3 separate regions of the Mus musculus genome follow, and all the other regions are linked to region 2. The links are chromatin contacts, called in public Hi-C and promoter capture Hi-C maps. All regions are on one chromosome and are shown on one strand. The core of a region is the stretch at or near the end of the contact, and the rest is flanking DNA. Distances in the headings are between cores, read along the strand shown.

The links. Hi-C and Micro-C count contacts between places; a contact is called where the count stands out from the background. Capture Hi-C pulls out chosen DNA fragments and counts their contacts.
Region 1: a contact with region 2 is called in a Hi-C map of regulatory T cells, with 5 times the contacts expected there. The contact joins the promoter of Mypop here to the promoter of Ercc2 in region 2. A contact is called at or near these places in 1 of 484 Hi-C or Micro-C datasets (regulatory T cells) and 2 of 9 other capture datasets (adipose tissue and liver).
Region 3: a contact with region 2 is called in a promoter capture Hi-C map of liver. The contact joins the promoter of Apoc1 here to the promoter of Ercc2 in region 2. A contact is called at or near these places in 8 of 39 promoter capture datasets (the 3T3-L1 cell line, the C10 cell line, embryonic stem cells and 4 more), 2 of 484 Hi-C or Micro-C datasets (the Ba/F3 cell line and stem cell-derived neural stem cells), 8 of 115 datasets of contacts at active chromatin or transcription factors (bone marrow-derived macrophages, embryonic basal ganglia, embryonic stem cells and 3 more) and 4 of 9 other capture datasets (adipose tissue, liver, macrophages and 1 more).

Annotation. Positions count from the first base shown.
Region 1 is chr7:18,989,943-18,992,642 of GRCm38.p6, forward strand. Mypop (Myb-related transcription factor, partner of profilin) reads left to right here and starts at 1,303. Exons shown (of 3, transcript NM_145579.3): 1 at 1,303-1,412; 2 at 1,890-2,678. The coding sequence starts at 2,168.
Region 2 is chr7:19,380,691-19,383,390 of GRCm38.p6, forward strand. It overlaps Ercc2 (excision repair cross-complementing rodent repair deficiency, complementation group 2), which reads left to right and starts at 1,327. Exons shown (of 23, transcript NM_007949.5): 1 at 1,327-1,369; 2 at 1,589-1,688. The coding sequence starts at 1,365.
Region 3 is chr7:19,691,372-19,694,071 of GRCm38.p6, forward strand. Apoc1 (apolipoprotein C-I) reads right to left here and starts at 1,288. Exons shown (of 4, transcript NM_001110009.2): 1 at 1,238-1,288; 2 at 1,040-1,115; 3 at 517-664. The coding sequence starts at 1,097.

The DNA of each region.
Region 1 (2,700 bases), core at 53-2,552, 390 kb before region 2:
ATCAAGGTTACAAAAACAAACAAACAAAAAACCCCGTATCTCAAAAACAAAAAGGAACCAACCACACACACCCACACCAAAAAGAAAAAAAAAAGAAAAAGAAATTTTCTCCCTTTTATGTATATGAGTGTTTTGCCTGCTTGTATGTTTGTCCACCATGTCCATGCCTGGTGCCAGCAGAGGGCAACAGTGCTGGAGCTAAGGATGGTTATGAGCCCCCGCCTTTGGATACAGAGATCCTAACTCTGGTGTTCCCGGGAGAGATGGTAACTGCTGAGCTCCAGCCCTCCCTCTCTGCTTCGGGTCTTAATACAAATGTCATCTTTTCCTTATGTGTAATGTCCGCACATATCCTGTCTTTTTTCTAGCCTCGCTGGTGACTGCAGAGATACTGCTGCATGTTCAATGCCAGCTTGGGATACTTAGTAAGATGCCCTCAGAAACAATTTTTTGGTAGTGAACACAATTTGCCTTTTATATGGATATGTGAGAGCTTATGTGTAACTGTCGGAAAGATGAACGAAGCGCCGTTTACCCAATGACCTTGAAACTGCGGGCACTGAAAATTTTCACCCTGCCATCCGGCCATCCAGTTCATTCAAGTGGTGCTCTCGAATCACTCCTGCTCTGCGCTTTTCTAGGATCGCCATCCCCACCCTTCAAGAAATTCCTGCCTTTGAACTCCCTCTCCGAGCCATGACGTCAAATTGTGGACAGGGGGCCTCCCAGGCACCATTGGGAGGTTGCTGGGTTGCTATGGTTACCGCCTCTGCATGGGCGGGGAATATTTCCAGGTGCCCCGCCTCAGTCCGTAGGAGGTAGTTTCCGAGTGGTCCTGCGCAGAGGAGGGATTGGGCGTGGGCAAGGTTTCCTAACGCCCCCAGCCCCCACCCACGCAGTTGTCATGGAAATGAAGCTCTTCTCCCCTTTCTCAAAATAAGACTTTGCTTAGTAGGCTAAAGGACTACTCAAAGGGAAGAAACTCCGCTTGGTCCTAGCGCTCTCTTCAGCATCTCTCTCTCTACTGCGCCCGCACTGGGATTTAGTCCTGGGTACCATCGCAGGCAAGGTGCCAGTGACACGCATGCGCGCTGTAGGTTTGCACATGCGCAATTGAGCACCAGAGCCCAGGGAACCTACTTCAGCGCTAAATGTGCGGCTGCGCAGCTGTGTCCTTCTGGTAAAGCAAGGCGACGGGAAGTTCTGCGCTTGCGCAGTGCTGGGAGACACGGCTCAGAGAACGCAGCTCTGTCAGGGTATCTGGAGACCGCGTTCGCCCGGCGCGCATGCGTCTTGGCTCTCAATGCTACTGGGGGCGGGGCCCAGAGGGGGAGGGAGAAGTAGGGGGGGAGGGAAGAGGCCGCAGAAGCCGAAGCCCTGACCCACCGGCAGGCAGGGGCTGCGGCGGCACGGTGAGTGACCCGCGGCCCAACTGGGGTCCCCATCCTCTGTGCTCCATCACTCTTCCTGGAGTCCAAAAAAAGCCTCGGGGGTCCCCCCTCTTATCTCGGACCCCCGTTATCTCCACAACTCCCCTTCTTTCCCCAGCAATCCCAGCACCCCCATAATCCCTGCAGACCCTCAGCTTTAATATTTTGCCGTCTTAACTAGAAGGTTCCATTTCATCTTTATTCTTGGACATCCTCTCTCAGGGACCCTAGAACTGACACCCACTACCCTGGGAACCCCCAGCGCTCCTCTCTGATCTGGATGCCCCGTCTGCTGCATTGCCCAGTTGGCATCACTTCCCAGCATCATGCATGTTCGACCCCCTGGGCATCCCCGTTACTCTTGCCCTGTCCTGTTCTACTGCGCCCCCGTTCTCCTCTAACTCCTGCTGTGGCACCCTTTTCCCTTCCACTTTTGCTCATTTCCCTCCATCCTTCCAGACCGTCCGTCCCCCCAGTACCCATCAACTCCTCCGCGAGGCACTAGCGGCCGCGTGAAGCACAAGATGGGCACTGGGCGGGTGTCACCTACGAGGAAGCACCTTTGATTGCATTCAGCACCTCGCCGCTCCCATCACCACTTTTGCACAGGGGACCAGAGGAGCCCGTGTCGGGGCGACACGGGGACACCGAGCCACCGCCAGCGCTGTTCGCCCTTTGCCCGCAGAGCCGGCGCCCCCCATGCGCCAGGCAGCCGATCGGTGGCGTCTGGGGGCGCCATGGCCTCGGCGACCGCGGCGGCGGCGCCGGGCGAAGCGGAGGAGACCACCCGACTCCGCAAGCCGCGCTTCTCCTTCGAGGAGAACCAGATCCTGATCCGAGAGGTGCGCGCCCACTACCCTCAGCTCTACGGCGCGCAGAGCCGTCGGGTGAGCGTGGCCGAGCGGCGGCGAGTGTGGGACAGCATCGCCACCAAAATCAACGGCATCACCAGCTGGAAACGCACGGGCCAGGAGGTTCAGAAGCGTTGGAACGACTTCAAGCGCCGCACCAAGGAGAAGCTGGCCCGCGTGCCGCATTCCACGCAGGGCGCGGGGCCCGCCGCTGAGGACGCCTTCTCTGCGGAGGAGGAGACTATTTTCGCCATCCTGGGACCGGGTGTGGCGGGGCCGGGGGCTGGCTCTGGGGCTGAGGAGTCCCGGGCAGCCGCCTCTTCACAGCCGCAGGCTTCGACCGCTAGTACACAACGGTATGTGTTGTCAGAGGACCGCAGGCAGGATCGACGGGCAGGTGAGTCCCAAAGCCAGTTTCT
Region 2 (2,700 bases), core at 77-2,576:
CTCAGCACTCACTCCGGAGGCAGAGGCAGGCAGGTCTCTGTGAGTTCAAGGCCAACCTTGTTTATAGTGTGAGATCTAGGACAGTGTCAGAACTAAGTAGAAAGACTCTCTCAAAAAGAAAAGGGACTGGAGCTCAGTGATTAAGAGCACTGACTGCTCTTCCAAAGGTCCTGAATTCAAATCCCAGCAACCACATGGTGGCTCACAACCATCAGTAATGAGATTGGATACCCCCTTCTGGTATATCTGAAAACAGCTACAATGTACTTATATATAACAAATAAATCTTAAAAAAAAAAAGAAAGAAAAGAAAGGATGAAATGAAGGGAGGAAGGACTAAAAGGTGATATTTGAGCAAGAATCCAGAGATATGAAATAACTGACAGCATTGTCCAGCCCTCAGGTGGGTTAGCCACAAGCTGGGGCCAGCCACCCAGGCTATAGAGTGAGCTCCGGACCAGCTTGGGTTACATAGTACGACTGTCTACTGAGGCCTGTACCTCATGAGATGGCTCATGAGGTACAGGCCTTTTGACCTGAGTTCGATTCCCACACATAGTGGAAGGAAAGGACTGAACCAAATTCTGCAGGTTTCCTCTTCCTTCCACAGGCCAGAGGTATTGGATTCCATGGAGCTAGCCCTAAAGGTGATCGATCATAAGCTGCCTGATTTGGGGGGTGGGAGTGGAGAGTGGGGCGGCTGGGAACCCTGCTCCTCTTCAAAATCAGAAAGTGCTTTTAACTACTGAGTGATTCCTCCAGGCCCTTAATTAATGAAGTTTTGTTTGTTTGTGACCTATGCTTTAACGTCTGAGCCATCTTTCCAACCCATATTAATAAATGCTTAAAAACACGTGCTAGGCAGGGCAGTGGTGGGAAGCAGAGGCAGGTGGATTTCTGAGTTCGAGGCCAGCCTGTACTACAGAGTGAGTTCCAGGACAGCCAGGGCTACACAGAGAAACCTTGTCTCGAAAAAACAAACAAAAAAACAAAAAAAAACACCCGAAAAACAAAAAAATCAAGACGGTCTCCAATTTCTCTGTTATTCTCTCTTAAACACTATTTTCACGACTTGGACAACCAGAACAGAACCTGGAGGAGCGAAGCAGCAATGAACTCTATCGATTCTCTCGACTCTCTTCTTTCTGTGTTCTGCTCGAAGTCCTCGGCGATCCTCAGCGATGCCTCGGGCACCACTTCTCTCCGAAGTCCGCCCTCTCACCGCCATGCGCACGCGCCAATTTTCCGATTGGCAGAGTGACGGGAGGACTCGGCCAATGGCGTCCCGAGGAAGGTGTGTCTCTGGGTCACGCCCCCTCGTTGAATATTCAGGAGCGGGCGTGTGGACGCCGCGATCAGCCGCCATGAAGTGAGATGGGGTCTCTGAAAGAGCGGGCGGCTCTGCGGTGGGCAATGGGGCGGCGGGTGGGCGTCGCCGGGGCTGGGGCGCGGCGTGGAGAGGCTGCGGAGACCGGTCCGGGTGGCTTCGGGGTCCCTGGCGGCGAGACGCCACGAGGGCGGGCGGGCGGGCGGAGCGGAGGCCGAGGCGGCTCGAGAGCACCGGGCACCGACGCCTCACCGCCGCCAGGCTCAACGTGGACGGGCTGCTGGTCTACTTCCCGTACGACTACATCTACCCGGAGCAGTTCTCCTACATGCTGGAGCTCAAGCGCACGCTGGACGCCAAGGTGGGTGGCGAGGCTGCCCTCCTTGCATTCTGATGCCTCTGGCAGGCAAACGTCCTGGTCGGGGCCCGGGCCTTGCTATCCCAGCACCCGGAAGACCCAGGCAGGAGCATCGCTGCGATTTTGGAGGCCAGCCGGGGCTACACAGCGAGACCGTGTACTAACAACAATTGTAAATAACAAGGCGAGGAATGTCGCTCAGTTGGTAGGGTGCTAGCCTAGCTAGCAGGGGTGAAACTCTGGGTTCCATCCTGGCACCGCATAAACTGACTGATAGTAATTACAATTATGCCTGTAATTCTAGAGACAGGGTGGCTGAGGACAGATTGCTCGAGTTTGAAGTACAGTCTGGGTTTCATAGTGAGTTTCGGGCTAGCTAGGGCTATGTATAGGAAAACTCTGGAGGTATTCCTGGTAGTGACAATAGTGGAGGGAAGAAGGGGTTCCGTATGTGGAGGTCAGAGGACAACTTTGTGGAGTTGGGTTTTTCCTTCCACTTCTATTTCGGTTTTGTTTTGTTGTAGATTTATTTGTTTTATGTATGTGAGTACACTGTAGCTGTACAGATGGTTGTGAGCCTTCATGTGGTTGCTGGGATTTGAACTCAGGACCTCTGGAAGAGCAAGCAGCCAGTGCTCTTAACTGCTCAGCCATCTCTCCAGTCCCTCGTTGTGTTTTCTGAGACAGGGTTTCTCTGTGTGATTTTTGCTGTCCTGGAACTTGTTTCATAGACCAGGCAGGCCTCAAAGTCCCAAAAGATCCACCTGCCTCTGCCTCCTGAGTGCTGTGATTAAAGGCATAGGCCAACACCACCCAGATTTCTTATCATTTTATGTGGGTTCTAGGGATCAAATTCAGGCTGTTAGGTTTGATAGCAATCGCCTTTACCTGCTGAGCTATTTCAACAGCCCTGAACACAAACTTTTTAAAAAAAGTTTTCTTTTAGGTATACTTATTTCCAATGTGTGTATACATGCTACAGTGTGCACGTGAGGGTAGAGTTGGTTCTTTCCTT
Region 3 (2,700 bases), core at 38-2,537, 310 kb after region 2:
AAGAGATCTGCCTGCCTCTGCCTCATGAATACTGGGATCAAAGGTGTGCGCCACCACTGCCTGGCTAGTTCTTAACCCAGCATGCCCTAATCTCTCTTTGGCCAGTGTAAACTGCAGAGCCCAGGCCTGTACAGCTTCTGCTGTGCCCCTGCCCCAACTCTCCTACATTCTTTCTCTGTCTCGGAGACTCAAGTCATGACCTGTCTCAAGAGTACACAGGGAGGGGTCAGGGTCTGTCCTAACCAGTCAGCCGCCTAGCTTGGCCCTTCACTAGGACTTGGAAACATCTCTAACAGTTGGCTGGGAGTTACACCGCCTGTCTCCACACTACGAGCACTTTGACATCCAGTTCAATGACTTCAGATACAGTTCTATGACTTCAGGGAAAGTGTCAAACACTCTGGTGCAGTTTCCCCATTGTGTCAGTGTGGAACTGTCTGCTAGGGCTTTTACACACGGGCGCGCGCGCACGCACACACACACACACCACCCGCCCGTGCCCTGAAAGGTCCTAACCGGGTCTTGGTCAAAATTTCCTTCTGTTTGATATGTTCAATGGCTGCCCGGGCCTTGTCTTCCAAAGTGTTCCCAAACTCCTTCAGTTTATCCGGTATGCTCTCCAATGTTCCGGACAAATCCGGGGCCGCCTGGGCGGGGGCTGGGCCTGCCGCGAGAGGGTTGCGAGCAAACTCATTAGCATGGGGGAGGGTATTGGACACTTGATTTTACTGCACCTCTCACCTCCTTGTTTTTACGCTCCGCCCCTTCTAGGAAGATTAGCCAATTCCAAAGGGTGGTATCCTAGGTCATTGGTTACTGCGTCTTTTCTGGACAGAGTTGCCTCCTTCAGCACCCACTTTGACACAAAAATAAGGCACCTGGCAGGTGGGATGGGGGACGATGGGAGGGCGGTAGTGGAATGATGACACAGAAAGGGACCTCAGAGCCCTCCTCGAGGGTCTTCTAAGCCTGGGCCGCAGGCACAAGGCCAACTTCACACTTCCAAGCCTCTTTCTTACCTTCCAAGGCTCTTTCTTACCTTCCAAGGTCATGGCTACGACCACAATCAGGACAGGAAGAGCGATGAAGAGCCTCATCCTGGTTGGAGGGGCACCCTGGAGGCAGACGCACGGGTAGCGGGGGACATCGCTAGTATTCACCACCGCCCTCCACCATGATCCCACCACCCCAATCCCTTAGCTGTAGGTAGTGGGGGGACACTTTCCTATGCACTAACCTGGATCTAAGGATCTCTCAGGAGGCCCATGGCGGTGGGAGGATCCTGCACAGAGGTTTAACCGGTTGGGGAGGGGGCGGAGCAAGCTGGTCGCCCTCCCCCTGAGCCTCCCCCTTGTCTCTGTGTCCACCTACTTTTTCTTTTTTCTTTTTTCTCTTTTTTTTTTTTTTACATAGGCTTTTTGGCTGGCCTGGAATTTGTGATGCTCCTGCCTCTGCCTCTCTAGTGAGTTGCTGGGATTACAGGCATGCACCAACACCAACACAACCAGCCCACTCTCTTCTGTCATTCTGGTCGATACTGGGAGGCAGATCCCACATCCAGGCTTTTTATTTAGGCCCAAGGCTCGTCACTGGTCAGCATCCTCACTTCCAAATCTCATTGATCTCCACCCAGCCTTGGCTGCTCTGCCTACTCACTCTCTCTCTGAGGCTGTCCCACCTTAAGGGGGGGGGTCTTACAAACAACTCCCCTCACCCCCATCTCACCCCTAGCTCACACTGCATCCTCAGGTTAGCTCTTCTCTACCTTCTCCTTGACCAGGAGCCTCAGCTCACATTCTGTCCCGGATGCTGCACCCTGGCTCCCTTCACCTCCAATGCCTTTGCATCTGCACACCCTCAGACCTCCTCGGATGCTCTCTGGGATCTTGGCATCCCCTCATCTCCCTTCCTTAGAAGTTGCCTCTTCAGCTAGTCAAAACTGCAAAGAAGCTAAGAGCCTCTTAGCTTGCAGAGCTCCATAGTGTCCCCTAACTGGCACAACCCCCCTTCCCCCGTTTTTAGGTCTTGTGGGGCCTCCTAGGCCCCTGCAGGCCCTAAACTTGCCTCCCTGCCCCCTCCTTCCACAACATCCTTTCTCTCAGGCTAGAGTCCAAGGCCCTTCTCCCCCCCTCCCCCAGAGCTGTCATTGACCGACAGTGACCCCCTGGCAGCTGGTGGCTAAGGGGCCCAGACTCTAGGTTGGCTGGCCTGGTGCCCCTGCAACCCACGTGTCAGTTGGGGCGGGGGTGGGGGTGGGGACGACGACAACAGGGGGATGGTTGTGAAAGGGGTGGAACAGATTCTCGACCCTGGCTGGGTTGCGACATCTCTGGGGCCAACTCGGCGCTAGCTAGCTTCCAGTCCCTGTGGGCACCAGGCCTGACCCTTTTGCTTCTTGAAAGGAGTCCTGCTCAGTCCTCAAGCGCCCATCTGAATAATGTAACAGATTTCCCCCTTACTCTGCCCAGTGCTTGGTGCTTCCAGTGTCATCCTACTCTTAGCAACAAGGGCTTCCTGTGCCACAGGTAGGGTACGGGAAGCACACAGCTAAGGTTCTAAAACTGCTAGTCATTCAGTTCTTTTTTTTTTTTTTTTTTTCCTTCTTGTTTTCCTCTGTGTAGCCCTGGCTGTCCTGGAACTCACTCTGTACAACAGGCTGGCCTCCATGACTTCCTTCACGATCCTAGTTCTGTAATGTCT